Regions from separate parts of the Mus musculus genome. Here all the other regions are linked to region 2. A link is a contact called in public Hi-C and HiChIP or PLAC-seq data. All regions are on one chromosome and are shown on one strand. The core of a region is the stretch at or near the end of the contact, and the rest is flanking DNA. Distances in the headings are between cores, read along the strand shown. Region 1 overlaps Grik4 (glutamate receptor, ionotropic, kainate 4). Region 2 holds the start of Grik4 (glutamate receptor, ionotropic, kainate 4). Region 3 overlaps Grik4 (glutamate receptor, ionotropic, kainate 4).

Region 1 (3,120 bases), core at 310-2,809, 220 kb after region 2:
GACAGAGAGGTGAACGGGGCAGAGCCTGCACAGTCCACAGTCTACAGCGAGGAGCACACTCTAACACCAGGCCAGATAATGGGCAGATCTCAAGCAGCACACTGAGGGGCTCAGGAGTTCTGGGGGAGGAAAACCGAGCGCCATTTAAAAAGGGTTTAGTAAGCATGTGAGCAGTGCAAACTACTTAGGAAAATAACCTGCTTTTTATGCCCTGGAGCCTCTTGCTGCTGCTGCTGTCTGTACTAACAGAGATACGATTGTCTTTGTCCTTCAACCTTCCAGGCGAGCTTGGGAACCTCCCCCTGCCCCTGCACTGGCTCAGGACACTTTATCATCTTTAATCCTCATGAGAATCTAGTGGGTTGTCACCATTTCTATCAGAAAACTGTAGCTTGGGCAAGTTAAGTGACTCCCTCAAGGTGACAAGATTAATTGTTGGGGCTGGCATTAAGAGAGAGGGCCCATCTACAGCGTCAGGCAGCTCTCCAGCAATGTGAACTTGCTGCCTTCCCCAAGAGAAGAGCTATGCTACCTGCCCTGGGGCGAGAAGGCAAATGCTTACCTGTGCAGCTCAAAATTACTCTCTCTCTCTCTCTCTCTCTCTCTCTCTCTCTCTCTCTCTCTGTGTGTGTGTGTGTGTGTGTGTGTGTGTGTATGGTTGTGTTTATGTTTTGTTTAAGATGGGGTCTCACATTGATATGCAGTGCAGGCTGACCACAGACTCATGGCAATCCTCCTGCCTTAACCTCCTAAATGCTGCGATTACAGACTTTATATAAACATATACTTTCCCTCATCTGCTGCGCTGTCTGCACTCTGTACCCCCACCCTTTCAAAAACTGGCAAGATCCTGTGCCCAGCATAGTCTTCACTTTGTGGCTGCCAGTGGCACTTTGACATTGGAACTGCTCACCCCTGAGGCCTCTGGGATGTCCTGATATGTACACAGTATCCCCCAGCTCTCGGTGACAGCATCTACAGGACAAGGATGCAAGCCAGGATGCTGCACGAGCCTGGTACCCCGAAGAAGCCCCCTCTGTCAACTCGGGCTGTTCTTTGTTCCGTACTTTTGAGGCCTTGACCCAGAGGACACTGTGAGGTCTGTGAGCCATGCAGGACTCACAATCATTTCTCTTGCTGCCAGTTCTTAAACCAAGCTTATTACTGCCACTTTTCTTGGGGACTTTCTTCTTAGGCTCCTCAGGCATAGTCCTCAGTAGAGCCTTCCTGCTATCCTGAGCATCTTCCCAGGTCCCCACTGATGGCTCACACTGCTGTTGAGAATGCTGGTTGCTTTTATTACCTACAAGATGGGGAGTCTAAGTACGATAGATGCCCAGGCCCAAGGCTGTAACACAGGTGGGCTGGACTTTACACCTTTTTTTTTTTTTTTGCAGGCTTTGTAGAGCTTGGATAATTCAACTCCCTTTGCACTGTCTCTTTTTGCTGCACCAGACTCCCGAAGGCAACAGCCGGGGCCTCTCATTTCACTTCCTGCTGGAGGATTCAGTTCAGTGCATCTGAATGTGTTGTTCTTAAAGTCAGCTCATTGTTCACCCTCTCGTGAACTGAGTGTGAACCCACCAGCTCAGTGGTCCATGACACCCTGTCTCAGACACAGTGGCAGCATGGGCGGGGCTGCCTCTACCCCAGGTAGAGTAAGGGATTCTCAGACTGCTCTGAAAAGATACAAGAGGCACATCTCTGGCTACTGGAAGCCACTGGTGAGGCCAGAGACAACAGGAAGCAGTCTCAGGAGAAATGGAGAAGACCACTAGGAAAGGGAAGGGTTTGTCTGATGGTCCTGGTGCCGTCGGTTTGACAGGGAAGCTGATGCTGAGCGCCCAGGCAGTTGGACCAATGCTATTATTTTCATGCCTTGGGAATTTGGAAAGATGCTATAGTCTCTTGAAAGGAGCCTGGGATTTTTGCCAATCCCATCTTTATTTTCCCTGGATTGGTTCTTTGGGGGCAAGACCTCCACCTCCTCCTTGCTTCAGACACTTCTCTGTGTCTAGATCATGGTACCACCTGTTTGACAGGGAAGGCGATGCAAGGCGGAGCTTCTCAAGGCACCAAGTATGCTGAGTGCAGAGGCAGCTGTACCGCTGCTAGCATTTCTCTTCTTGAGACTCTGTCCACCCCCAGAACTATAAACGGGAGATGAGCTCTGGGGGTCAGATACGAAACAGTGACGCCTCAACCTGCTAGACCTCACCTTCTATTTTTTTTTACCTTCCAAAATAGAGCCTGGGTTCTAGAAAGGAGGAAAGCTACATTTAAATGCTGGTTTCTTTCCTGGGCGCGTAGCCACCAGCCTTCCCGAATGATAGGAGAGCTGTTGGCATGGCTCATTGCCTGGGAGGAGAAACTGGCTTGGGGAGCTTGGCTTCCATGAGATTCTTTCCCTCTGGACATCTTAGGCAGGTCCCTCCACCCCACGCTCCAAAAATCCAGGACATGTGAAGCAAGCAGAAAACCTCGTGCTTTCCTCTGGAGGCTCTTGACGGGGCCTCTTCAAAGGTTTGGCCAATTCCTTACAGGTTGTGGCATGACAGCTTGGGGACTTGACCTCAGGGACAGCAGAGGGAAACTGTGCAGAGTAAGTGGTACCCCTGTGGCACCTACCTCGTTGGAGGGATCATCTCCACAGGCAACTATTCAAACTTAGCCCTCAGCCAAGGAGTAAGCATGTGCCTTGCGATGCCCATGGAGGCTCTCTTGGCCTCTAGGTGGCCCCTTATCACCCATTTTCTAGGGTATTCCTTGCTACTCAATTCCATACCCTCTCTGCCCCCAGACCACACTAAGAGCAGAAGCAGACCATGGCTGGTGGAGCACACAGGATTGTGAGCCGCCTATCCACCCACCTCTTTGGCTGTCTGCCTTGACTTTCCATCCTGAGGACCCAGGGGGCCCTGTACCTAACATATGATTCCAAAGCTCATTAGTAAACTAGACGCTCTCCGTTGGATACCTTGGAAGACCTCTTAATGTATTACGTCTGTGTTTGTCTTTTCCCAGAGGCCCCAAGCCAGGAAATTTCAGAGAAAAATATTTATCTCTAGAGTCTAGTGAGACTTGGCTTAGAGAAAAAGGTGCCATCAGCAAATAAGTTTG
Region 2 (2,925 bases), core at 62-2,561:
AACAGAGCACTCATAAAGTCCAGTCTGGGAGAGGAGGTGGGAGAGAGAACAGGCTCTTACAACCACAATCGCCACCCCCCCCAGCCCCCCAAGCAGGTAACTCAGCTCTGCTGCCCTCCCGGCATGATATAGGGAGTGTCAACAAATATCCTGTAGTCCGTGTATATTGTCCTCCCAGGCCCTAGAACCAACCAAGAATGCCTAGAACAGCCCCTTCGTGGAGACTTTAGGGTAAGCAGGTGGTTAGGTGTGAAGGAAGAGTGGGAGACGATTGGGAGGCTGGCTTAGATGCTTTCCGGGTTTGTCTACGGCTAAGACTCTGGGTTTGAAATGAGGAACTAATCGGTTTGAGGAAGTCACTTGACCCCCTGAGGCCTCCTGCTCCTCTGCCCTCTCCTTTTCTAGCCCCCCACCCACCCACCCCAAGGCTGCTATGATGTGGCCAAATGATCCCTCAAACCAAGTAGCTTGGTTCTCTCTTGGTCCAGCCCCCAGCTCCTGGTGAAGGCTAGGTCTTTCACCTTTCCTAGGCCGAGGTTTCCTTATGTGTAGCATAAAGTGACAACTTCTCCCAGGAGGTCTGTGTGCACAAACCAGTAGACTTCCAAACGTGAGCTGTGGTTCTTCGGCCTCCTGAAACATTGTGGTCTATCTGGCCTTGCTAAAGCAAAGCTTCACCCAGCTCCGCGCCACCACCGAGGAGGCCGCAGTCTCTACGCCTCGTCCCCTAGGTCTGGCCCCTAAAACGCCACCAGGAGTCGCCCTTCGCCCACCGAAGCAGGCCAAGCTAATAACTCCTGCGGACCAGGGCGGGCTGCCCCTTGGCGCTGGATGGTGAAGTGTACCCCAGCTCCTCACTTGGGGGTCAGTCCTCTGCAGCGCCCACCCGGAGCCCCCCCATCCCCGGCCCGCCGTCTCCCGATCGTCCGGATCAGGGAAGCTGCAAGTTTGGCTCTGTCTGTTCCGGCCTCCCCGCCTCGCCGCTCGGCTACCTAGGTCCGGGTCCCCAGCTAAAGACCCCGCCGGCGAGCGGAGACTCCGGCGGCCGCGGCCCGGAAGGGACGCCCCCTCCCCGGCCGGCCGCGTGCGGGACCGCCGCAGTTCCCTCACTGCCCGCCGGGCGGCGCCTCAGCGCCTTTCCGCGCGCCTCCCGCGCTGCCCGCTCCCGGCTCGCTCGCAGCCGGACACAGACTCTGCCTTCGGCTGCTGGCGGATCGAGCTGGAGCCGCCGCCGCCGCCGCTGCGGAAGAAAAAAAAAAAAAGAAAAAAAAAAAAAAAAGGGAAAACAACAGCCGGGCCGCCGGCCGAGCAACGTCGGGTCCCCAGCTTGGCGCCCGGAGTGCGGAGCCGCCCAGGTAAGGGCAGCAGCCCCCGCGCCGCCCCCGACCGGCGCCCTACGCTGTCTCCCCGCGCCCCCCGGGGCTGCGCCGCACCCCGACTTCTGACGTCTCCGCCGCTAGCTCCCTCCGGGCCGCGGCCCGCACCCTGCCTGGCCCCGCTCCCGCCTCCAGCTGCCCAGTCCCCTGCACTCTGATGCCTGCGACCCCGGATTCTCCGCTGAGCCCCCGCCACCTTGCCCCGTACTTCCCCTAGTCTCCATCCCTGCCTGCTTCCCCCTGCGCCTCCTCTCCTCCGCTCCGATCCTCCTTCTGTGATCCTCCCTCTTCCCAGTCCAACTCCCAGCCCAGCCTCTGCCCCCTGCAGGGATGACGGCCCCTTCCCGACACTGGCGATTCTACCCCGCCTCGTCACCCTCGGCTTCTCCTACGGGCCGCTCTTGCCCGCCACAGTCTTCCATCAGACCAGCCCGGCTTCTGAGCCCCCTTCTCCCTTCCCTCTTTGCCATCTGTCTTGACCACCCCTGCTCGGGCCCTGGACTCCGGCCACCACCACACCCCCAACCCTGCACGCCGTCTTGCTTTGGGCCAAGCCAGCGTCCTATCAGAAATGACCCTCCTTCTTGCGACTAATGGGCCTCTTAGCCATCCCACCCTAGTTCACCCGAGTGGGAAGTAAGGGAAAAACTCTGGAGACCTGCATTGGGCGCTGGAGGGGGAAGGGGATCAGTGGAGGGGGAGGGGAGCTAAGGAGATGTTCTTTAGTGAGGACCGGGCAGAGCCGGAGTGGTTCCGACCCAGCTTGGGGTGGAAGGCGCCCTGGTGACGGCTGGGACAGGGGGTTTGTCCAAGGCGCCAAGAGCACCTGTGCCTCCCTCCCTGGGCTCCCTGGAGCTGAGGAAAGTGAGGGAGGAGGTGGAGCCTGGGGAGAGTTGGCCCAGGGCTTTGGGGTTGGGGGAGGCGCGACCAAAGGGATAGACAAGGCACGCGGGCCAGGTTGCCTGGCTGTAGCCAGGCTATGCAGGCTGAGCTGGTCCCCTCTTGGACCTTGGGCTGTGTGGTTCTTGGCATCTGTACTTGATGCTGCCATCTTCCTCTTGGTGCTGTTGTCTGGTGATGCCACGCGGTGCCACCTCCCTGCCTCCCTCCAGTGGCTCTTCTGGGCATGTCTCCCAGGGGCCTGGGCTGTCTGGAAAGAGGAGGGGAACTCTGGCTGGGCCTGGCCACTGTGCCTGACAAGTAGGTATCTCTTGAGACCAGGGCAGGAGGGCTGAGGGTTGGCCAAGAGGATCTGAGCCCTGCCAGGGACAAAGAGAACTATCTTCTTTTTGGCTCCAGTGGGTCGTCTGGTGGTAGTGTCCCTTTTGGGAGCACCTGGAAAAGCTAGCCTTGTAGTCCCTGGGTCAGAGCTGCAGGGGTGTGGCTTGAGAGGGAGCAATCCTGTCTTGCTTTGATCCTGGAGTGTCCTAGTGGTGGCAAGGGGCTGGAGAGGTCGGCTGAGTTCCAGCTCTGCCAGGGAAGGAAGCCCCTGGAATTCCGCCGGGCCTCTTCAGGCTGGCTTTCTTTGCGGAGGCCGTGGCTCATGCTT
Region 3 (3,191 bases), core at 644-3,143, 180 kb after region 2:
GAAGGGAAGGGGGTAGGGATGAGAGGAGACCTTAGGGAATGATGGATGGAAGGATCCTTGGTACATGAGCTAGACTTCATGTCCTGGGAGCCAGAACTGCAAGGAAGGTCTGAACCTGCCATCTTTTGCCTGAGATCCACTGCCCTCACCAGCAGTCTGCAAGCAGACATTCTACTGGAGAGCAAGCTAGAGGAAGTACCTGCCACTGTGGCTGATTCTGCTGGGATCTTTGTCCCCAGGAGGATCCATACTGTTTTCTTTCTCAGTGGGACCTTGTGGCTCTCTCACTGAGAGCCTTCTTTTGGTGGCAGGCTGGTAAGTGTTAAGTGAGGAATGTCCCAGAGGCCTGGCTTCTGGTACATAGCCAATTCAGTTATCTTTGACAGAGTAAAAATCCATCCCAAAATGTCATGGCTTAACAACAGTTGCCTGTGCTTTTAGTTGGCCAATCTTTAGTGTGTTGAAGTTTGGTGGGAAAGGCTCTAGGGACATCCAGGCTGCATCCATGGAGCACCAGTTGGGGGTGGTTGGAAGAATTCATTCAAGACAGCTCATTTGTACAGCTGGCAGAAGGGATGGCGACGGGCTGGAGTCTGCTGGAACCAGGGCCTGAGAAATTCTCCATGTGGCTTGGTGGTAGGTTCCACGATGAGCTGGAGAAACTCAAATGTCCCATCAGAATTGGGCCTCGACTCTTAGGATTGAGCTAGCAGAAGCCATGTAGGATCATCTAGATCAGGGATGTCCAGCCTTATTTCTTTTATATATAATTAATTGATTTTATTATGTGTGTGTGTGGGGGGGGGTGGGGGGTGTGTGTACACGTGCATCACATGCATGTGGAAACCAGAGGACCATCTCAGGTGTAATCCTTCGGGACACCAGCCATCTCCTTTGAAGCATTGTCTCTCACTGGTCCAGAGCTCACCAGCTAAGCTAGGCTGACTGGTTAGTGAGCCCCAGATCTGTGTCCAACCGTGACGCTTGTAAGCAAATGCCACATGTCCAGCATTTTTATATGGCTCCGGGAATCTGAACTCAGGACCTCATGTTTGTGAGGGAAGCCCTTTATCGATTGAGTTATCTCCTCAGTCCAATATGTCCAACCTTTTGACATTACAGCATCTACAGATCTCATGCTTGAGCATTGCAGGTTACAAAATACATCATAGAATGCTTTAAGTTAGCTCAAGATTTTTTTATTTGGCAACATTTCCAGCTCTATTATAGATTTAAAAGGACGAGCCACAGGCCCAGCTTATTAGTGACCAGTGCAGACCATAAGTCACACCATAAGAAGATCACAAGGCTGGGAGATGACACTGTGTATATTTGGAGAAAATACAGCCAATGCAGAAGAAATGCTATATTTGGATGTCATCGTGCACCCCTAAGGGATTTTTTTCCTTTGAGCGGATGAGATGCTGAGGAATGGATTTCCCTACAGGCACAAGGAAGGGTCCTAACCTGGGCTACTTGATTTATTTCTGCTCTGTGTGTGGGGAGGCAGCCAGGCTTTTGATTTGCTACCTTGACATCTAAAAGGGAGCCTTGGTGGGGAAAGCCCTAGATGGAGTTGCTTTTGCTAAGTCTCCTCTTCCCGTCCTCCCACTCAGCCCAAGCACACACTGCCATGATGGCAAATCCTCACAAGGGAGGATGGCTGGGAGCAAGATCTGTCTCCTGGGCAGCCTGGCAGAGACAGGATACACACAGAGCTTTGAGGTGTTGGCCTGGCAGCCGGTAGGCTGGCTGGTGTGGATTGTTTTCAGTTTGCTTCTCCAGAGCCACATCAGGAAGATGCCCTCGGCTTGGTGCTCCTGAAGGGAACACAAGCAGGGCTCTGGAGGCAGCTGCTTCTTGTTGGTAATGAAGCTGCCCCGCTAAAGGTTAATTGTCTTCAGCTGTGTGGGGCTGCAAGCAGTGGCTGAGCTCCGCTGTCAGATTCTGCAACAGCCTTTCCTTTGCTGCTGGGCGTGGGGTGTGGTGCAGAGACTGCTGTTCACAGATGTTCCTCTCCCACCCACTGCCCCACTGTGCAATGGTGGGACTTCCGCAAGCCAGCTGACTCCTTGCTAACAGCCGAGAGCCCGAGAAAATTCCAGGTTGTCACCTTTACTGTTCTGGCCTGTGGACATTTATAAAACCCACGAGCTTGGGGACAGACTCTGGGCAGGAGGTATATAAATAGTCCTGTGGAGAGAGAGCCCACCAGCTTGGGATTCACTCCTTCCTTTTCAAAGGAAGGCCCAAGGATCCCCTCTTCAGCATCTTACCTAGAGGACTGATTAAACATGCAGACTTCGGGCTGACTGAGTCGCCAATGTCTGAGTCAGTTCTCTGCATTTTAACAAGCGCCCTGGAGTTTGAAGCTCAGTTCTCATCCCATGGAGCACACTTCCCTTTGTCTCCCAGGAGCACCTCCTTCATGGCATCGGTTGTATTTGATGTTGGAGATGTAAGGATAAATAAGACAAGGTATCAGCCAGGGAGGAGATAATTGTCTCCAGCAATTCTTGCACTAAACTTTACTTTCTGGAGAAAAAGAAAAGTGTGTGTGTGTGTGTGTGTGTGTGTGTGTGTGTGTGTAGGGATGGTGGTGGTAGTTGGACTCACTTTTTCCAACTCTTCTCACCTTCTTCCAGGATTTGGAGCTCTCTTCCTAAGGGATTCTTGGCAAATGCTGATGCTGAGTAGCTTACAGAAAGCAAAAGGTCATTTGGACAGGAGCCCTGGGAATGGGATGCCATCTGGTTTGGCAGTCTGAGATTTTGATAACAACCACACTTTAGTTTTACATGACCCCTCTGACTATCCCTGCAAATAGACCAATCTAGAAGTATTTGTTGCATACACAGAGTGCTTTGGACAGCTGTTCACCCATTTCCCAAAGCTCATTTCCTTTGCAGTTTTCCGATTATGCAAAGCAAGCCTCAGTTTTTCTTTCCAAAGTAGAGCATAGGCTGGGGAGAGGGCTCTGAGGGTGAAGTGCTTCCTGTGCAAGCAGGCAGAGCTGGGCTCCAACCCCAGAGCTCCTGAGAAAAAGCTGGGCAGGGCCAAGGCACACCTATGATCCTAGATAGAGATGGGGAGGTGGACATAGGAGGATTCCACTGCCCGACAGAGCCTAATTGGTGAACTCCAAGCCAATGAGAGAGCCTGTCTCAAAAAAGAAGGTAGACAGCAGGAGG

The links. A called contact is a pair of places that touch in the nucleus more often than the background predicts. HiChIP or PLAC-seq counts read pairs in DNA pulled down with a chosen protein or histone mark.
Region 1: a contact with region 2 is called in a Hi-C map of nephron progenitors, with 3 times the contacts expected there. The contact joins the enhancer-like site here to the promoter of Grik4 in region 2. A contact is called at or near these places in 12 of 39 promoter capture datasets (the 3T3-L1 cell line, cranial neural crest, embryonic stem cells and 7 more), 1 of 484 Hi-C or Micro-C datasets (nephron progenitors), 17 of 115 datasets of contacts at active chromatin or transcription factors (VIP interneurons, astrocytes, bone marrow-derived macrophages and 11 more) and 3 of 9 other capture datasets (adipose tissue, embryonic stem cells and liver).
Region 3: a contact with region 2 is called in an H3K4me3 HiChIP or PLAC-seq map of embryonic limb bud, with 3 times the contacts expected there. The contact joins the enhancer-like site here to the promoter of Grik4 in region 2. A contact is called at or near these places in 3 of 39 promoter capture datasets (cranial neural crest, embryonic stem cells and liver), 1 of 15 datasets of contacts at CTCF or cohesin (embryonic stem cells), 8 of 484 Hi-C or Micro-C datasets (bone marrow-derived macrophages and embryonic stem cells), 18 of 115 datasets of contacts at active chromatin or transcription factors (bone marrow-derived macrophages, embryonic basal ganglia, embryonic forebrain and 10 more) and 3 of 9 other capture datasets (adipose tissue, liver and pancreatic islet).

What each region holds. Positions count from the first base shown.
Region 1 is chr9:42,721,145-42,724,264 of GRCm38.p6, reverse strand. The region is part of intron 3 of Grik4 (glutamate receptor, ionotropic, kainate 4); the gene reads left to right. Among named protein-coding and RNA genes, the nearest start is that of Gm36590, 49 kb to the right of the region's middle. Within about 2 kb of position 1,559, at least 17 of the 459 cell types and tissues checked have an H3K27ac peak or open chromatin away from gene starts, as enhancers often do. A contact at or near this core is called in nephron progenitors, where this site is marked.
Region 2 is chr9:42,942,757-42,945,681 of GRCm38.p6, reverse strand. Grik4 (glutamate receptor, ionotropic, kainate 4) reads left to right here and starts at 1,311. Exons shown (of 21, transcript NM_175481.5): 1 at 1,311-1,355.
Region 3 is chr9:42,763,748-42,766,938 of GRCm38.p6, reverse strand. The region is part of intron 3 of Grik4 (glutamate receptor, ionotropic, kainate 4); the gene reads left to right. Among named protein-coding and RNA genes, the nearest start is that of Gm36590, 92 kb to the right of the region's middle. Within about 2 kb of position 1,893, at least 34 of the 459 cell types and tissues checked have an H3K27ac peak or open chromatin away from gene starts, as enhancers often do. A contact at or near this core is called in embryonic basal ganglia and embryonic limb bud, where this site is marked.